2 separate regions of the Anas platyrhynchos genome follow, and region 1 is linked to region 2. Evidence: chromatin contacts called from public Hi-C data. All regions are on one chromosome and are shown on one strand. Each heading gives the region's core, a stretch centred on a gene start, on an enhancer-like site or on the middle of the called end of the contact. The rest is flanking DNA. Distances are from core to core; before and after follow the strand shown. Region 1 has its middle 180 kb from the start of ZMAT3. Region 2 overlaps TBL1XR1 (TBL1X/Y related 1).

Region 1 (2,700 bases), core at 75-2,574, 320 kb after region 2:
CCTCCATGTTTTTAATATTGTTGTCTCAGCTAGACGCCTCTTTTCAAAAACCGTAGCATAGAAATGGAGAAGCTTCAAGGACGGACAGGAACAACTATTCACATGCAAAATACTTTCATGAGAAAACAGATTAAAGGTAGGAGGAGGAGGAAGTGAATTAGAACTGACATTAGCAGATGTTTATGAAAAACAAATGGAAAAGTCTGTAAGGTTTACTGTGCCTTGCACTCTATTGACAAGAGGTGCACAAATGAAATTAAATGGCAACAGCCAGTAACAGATATGATACGAAATTTTGTTTCCCAGAACATAATTAACTTGTGAAGCATTTGTGATGAATTACTATGAGGCCAAATTAGCAGGAATCAAAGAAAAATTCAGCTGTTTCTACCTATCCAGGTAGGTTTATTGGGAATAAAATGTAGGAGGAATAGTGACCTTCAAGAAATCAATAAGCACATCAAATTATGAAAAACCCAACTTCCCTTAGGAAATGCATATTCTTTCTGAAAGAACCTGATGTAATGTGATTCTGTGATTCTGTAAATATGTTCTTTTGTTGGAAGCAAGGAGGTGAGTTTGATGCTGCACTGGTGAGGTGATCTGTAGGCCTCTACACATCAAACTTCAGATTTCCTGTCAGCCCTACACAAGCACCCATTTTTCTTCACAAGTGCAGTTATACCCAGTTGTTGTCAAGTTTATGTTTGCTTTCCTTTCATAGGGCCAATCTATTCACACAAAGGTATTGCAGTAGAGTACAAAATCACTTTTTCCCCCACATTATTCTTTCAACACTTTTTTTTTTTTCTGTAATCCTTGCCACATTGCTGGCCACAATATTAATGTATTTTTGTTTTGTTTTGTTTTATTGTTGTTTTCAAAGTGCATTTAACATAATCTAGAAAGCCCACAGAAAGCTTCAGTGGTGTTGCACCTACTTCTGAGTGGGTTGGCCTGAACCCCTTGAACTAAAGCCGTGTTGGGCTGTTGAAGGGAGCCATGAGGCCATTAGGGAGACAGATCCCTGTGCTGGCTGGGCCTCCCTCATCGGAGAGCTTGGGGTGACCGGGACGGGCCATGCCACCAGCCTGTGCTACTACGTGAGGGGAAGCAGAGCCAGGTGCGGCTCAGGACATCCATGAGTGCCACAGTGATGGGGACGAGCTAAGGCCAGGCAGGACGCCATCCTGCAGCTCCAGCTGTGTGGAGGCAGGGTGAGGCACAGCCAGGGTTGTGCACACAGGGCCGGGGTGACAGAAGTGACGCTGAAAGCCCTGCACGCAGCTCCAGGCCGCTGCCTCATTGCCATGGCGACAGCGCCATCTTGTGGCGCCGCGGCCGCGCGGCGGGCGGGCCCGGCCTCATGGCGGGAGGCGCAGGCGCAGCGCCTGGAGCGGGCGGGCGGCCATTCAGGAGGGTGCTTGGCGTCAGGGGTGCCACGCGAGTTTCTCTGTCTCTTTTAATCGCGTATTGCGGCCTTTTCGGGGTCAGAAGCACAGGCTGAACCTCGTGAAAGCTTACATTTTGGTCTACATACTGTGTAATACCAAGTTGTAATGTGACTGCTCGGAGTTGTTCTCCAGTCGAGGGAGGCCTTCAGTTTCAAGTGACTTGGAAAATTCTGTCACACTGAATATGCTCCCATGAAGCGTCCTACAGAAGCTGTGTTCGCTAAGAAAGCGTTTTTCTGGTCAGGCTGGGCCATTTTGGGGAGGCCCACTTGGCCACAAGGGCTAAGGCTCAGTGGGACCGAGGGTGCCGCCACCCTCGCCTCAGGGCCACCAAAACCCACGGCAGCCATCCCACACGGCATGGGAGGGCTGCAAGGCAGTGGGAAGCAAGCACAAGGCACCAGGGCAGCCAAAACTATCCCACAGAATGGTTCCCGTGGTCAACCATAAACAAATTCAGTTTTAGGTGGAGAAACGATCTCATTTCTCCCTCTGAGGAGTCCATATGTGCTTATCCAAGGTTGAGTCTTGGATTCTGGGCAGTTTTTATCTGCTTACTGGTAGACCGGCTTTTCACACCCTCTCCTCAACCCTCAGAAGAAATCCCGGCTCACTTCTGTGACTCACTGTACTGCCATAAACAGCTGCCTGACAAGACTGTAAGATGACCTCCTTGGGCAACATGATCCCTGCCAAATGAATTTTTCACACAGATTGTCTGTGGAAGATCAACAGTATACTCAAACATCACAAAACTGTAGTGTATATAGTATTTTCTGACAGAAACATGGAGAGAGAGTGTTCAGGATCTCTCTTTAAAAATGATTAAAAAATGATGGGAAAGGGAAGGGAAGGGAAGGGAAGGGAAGGGAAGGGAAGGGAAGGGAAGGGAAGGGAAGGGAAGGGAAGGCCGAATAACAATATGAAGAAGCTTTAATATTTTGTTAAATGTTGAACATTTAACATTTGCTCAACATCTTCATCAATGACCTTGATGAGGGAATAGTGCCCACCCTCAGCAAGTACAGCCATGACACAAAGCTGGGAGGAGTGTCCAACACAGCAGAAGGCTGTGCTGCCATTCCCAAGACCTGAACAGGCTGGAGAGCTGGGCAGGAAGAAACCAAATGAGGTTTAATAAGAGCAAGTGTAGAGTCCTGCACCTGGGAAGGAACAACCGCATGTATCAGTACAGGCTGGGGGACGACCTGCTGGAGAGGAGCTCTGAGGAGAAGGACCTGGGGGT
Region 2 (2,700 bases), core at 71-2,570:
TTGCATCACAGGGCTGCCAAATAGTAGAAGGCTTCACATATTGCTTCCAGGCATTTTTTTCCCAGCAAGATTCCCCAAGGAAACAGGACAAAATAACCACGCCGCCTCTCAACATCTGACTTTTGAACTTCACCATCCCATTTCAAGTGGATCTGACAGGGGAGAGCTCTCAGGGACGAGGCTCCACAGCCATGGTGGCTGGGAGAGAAGAGGCCCAGCCGAGCTCCCCCACAAACAGAGAGGCTACAGACAATTTGGGCACCAAAGGGGTGCATTTGCCTGAAACCAGGCAGGGCTGCAGGGCACAGGGACACCCCAAAGAGCCAAAGGGGAGCGCAGAACATTGGGGTTGGGAGACAGGGAGCCAGGAACCAGGCTGGAGGCGGCCACGGAAAACCCGGCCTTGTGCCTTCCAACACTCATTGCGAGGCCTGGGCTTGAGGGCTGTGCTAGGGAAGGGAGCAAGATGCTCGGAGTTTCTTAAGGAAATAAACAAAAAGGCAGAGCTATGGAGAATCTTCTCATTTCTATTTAAGGGAAGAAAATAACTGGTTCCAGTAAAACTTTTTGCTAGTGCAGCTCAACTTTTAAAGGTACGCTGGTACTATGCTCACACTACCCCCATGCACAGCCCCTGGTGGTGCCGGGCATACAGCGTATACCTGGCAAATTACTGCACATTTTGGGGAATCGCTTATTGAGCAGTGTGTGAAATGAATGCCATTTTCAGCCATTTCATGCATTAGCAACCAGTTCTTGTTGTCAAGCCTGGTACAAATCATCTTTAAACACTTCTCATTGCAGAAAAGTTCTGCAGAAGCAATATCCTTCAGAAACAAAAAAAAATAAATAAAGGTAATTAAAAGGTAATTAAATTTAAAAAGGCTTGTAAGAAGGCTTTTTATGTGAAACACACAAACAGCATTGTCTGTGACATGAGTCTGTTACTGATTTTTAAAATCTCACGGTGCCATCCAGAAAGATGGATCAAGATGCAAGAAGCAGATACGAGCACTACGTGCTACATAGAAAAGATCCATATTATTAAAATAAAAAGGGCTCCCCCGCTCAAAGCAGAATTGTTGAAATGCCACAAATTTGCTTGTCACATGCTACGTAGCTGGATAACTACAGAAAAAGCTAACATTTCGCTTGTCGTTCAAAAGTCTTATTCACCCTGCCCAAGTCAAATGAGTGTAATTTTTCAAGGCTGGTTCAAAGTGTTTCTAAACAGGCTGCTTGGTAAGGTAAGGACAAGTACTGCCACTCAGCTCCTAGAAACTTGTTTTCCTACCCAGCTATCAAGAGGTGGCAGTGTAACACTGGTTTTGGTACGGTAACAACTCCAAAAATACAGAAATGTGTTAAATAAATACACAGCTTGCCTGATGAGGGCATGAAACTGAAAAGGCTGCAAAAGTTTCCCTTTTTTTTTTTTTAAATCAAGATATTGCTTTATCCATTTTTCCAGAGCTTGTTTATTTGTCCTGCAAAGCCTTTTCCTAGCGCCCTCTCCCCACAAGAGCCATGGCACACCCATGGCACCCAAGGGAGGAATTGTGGAAGGAAGAGCAAAGCCAAAGAGCCTCCTTCCATCCCCAAAGCAAGCTGTCAAACTGAAGAGAGGAGACAGCAGCCACATGACAGGAGGGGACAGGATAACTCTCCCCCTATGACACACGTGAGGCTGATGCCAGGCTGACAGCAGCAGGTCAAGCCAGGCTCCCCCAGCAGCAGGCCCTGTAGCGTGGCCACCTCCAGCCTGAGTTGCCAGTCATGTGGCCATCTGAAGCAGCAGCCATGACCTCTGTTTCGTGTGATGGGGAAGCTACAACACCACTGTTACCAGCCCTGGGGACCAGGCTGCCCCATAGCTTCCCACAGGAGCTCCCCGCGGGGCTTTGGGGAAAGTAAGTGAGCAGGAACGACCTGAGCCCCCATCCAGCCCCAGGTGCAGACGGGACCCACCACAACCACAACGCCAACCAGCCCCGCAGTTTGCTGTTTCTCAGTTTGTTTAGAAGGTGACAGATTTCAGACAAGTGGCATCACATAAATATAAACAGAAACAAAGAGAGAAGACTGTAAATAAGAAAAAGCAGAGGGGTAGAAATAGATTTACCTTTACATATGAATGTACCCATGCATGTACACACATACCCCACGTACTAACAAATATACATCAGTAATGGCACTTTATTTCCCCCAAATCTGCTGTTTCTGTGTGCAATTAACTACTTGTTTGGGGCAATTAATAGCATATTGATATTGCTCTTTATTTTAGATACAACTAAATAACAGAAAAGACAAAAAAAACATCCAAAAGTAAGTAGAAGTGACACAGAATTCCTACCAGTCTTCCATGTCCAGCCTAATTTGCAAAGGGCACACTAGAATTTTTTTTTAAATACTTGTGACCGCATATTCCAAATACATTCAGAAAATTTATCAAGATTCTTGTGGCCCTTTTTTCTGGCCCTAATAAAAATTCCAGGTCTTCCCGAAAACATGCCAAAGGTTTACAGGAAAAGCAAACAGGCAGACACATCCCCACTACTGCTCTGGTTCCAAGAGTGTTTTTAAAGGGAAGTCTCCTGCTTGCCTGACGTTTCTTCTGCTCCTTGGAGCAGCCCCACTGCACGTGAGCTCAAATCCTTGTGGGTAGAACCGAACCCAAGATGTGCACAAGGGCTTGCTGAA

The links. A called contact is a pair of places that touch in the nucleus more often than the background predicts.
Region 1: a Hi-C map of subcutaneous adipose tissue shows a contact between it and region 2, with 2.7 times the contacts expected there. The contact joins two enhancer-like sites. A contact is called at or near these places in 3 of 8 Hi-C or Micro-C datasets (skeletal muscle and subcutaneous adipose tissue).

The regions. Positions count from the first base shown.
Region 1 is chr9:7,223,782-7,226,481 of IASCAAS_PekinDuck_T2T, forward strand. No RefSeq gene overlaps it. Among named protein-coding and RNA genes, the nearest start is that of ZMAT3, 180 kb to the right of the region's middle. Within about 2 kb of position 1,325, at least 4 of the 8 cell types and tissues checked have an H3K27ac peak or open chromatin away from gene starts, as enhancers often do. A contact at or near this core is called in subcutaneous adipose tissue, where this site is marked.
Region 2 is chr9:6,907,226-6,909,925 of IASCAAS_PekinDuck_T2T, forward strand. The region is part of intron 3 of TBL1XR1 (TBL1X/Y related 1); the gene reads right to left. Among named protein-coding and RNA genes, the nearest start is that of TBL1XR1, 86 kb to the right of the region's middle. Within about 2 kb of position 1,321, at least 2 of the 8 cell types and tissues checked have an H3K27ac peak or open chromatin away from gene starts, as enhancers often do. A contact at or near this core is called in subcutaneous adipose tissue, where this site is marked.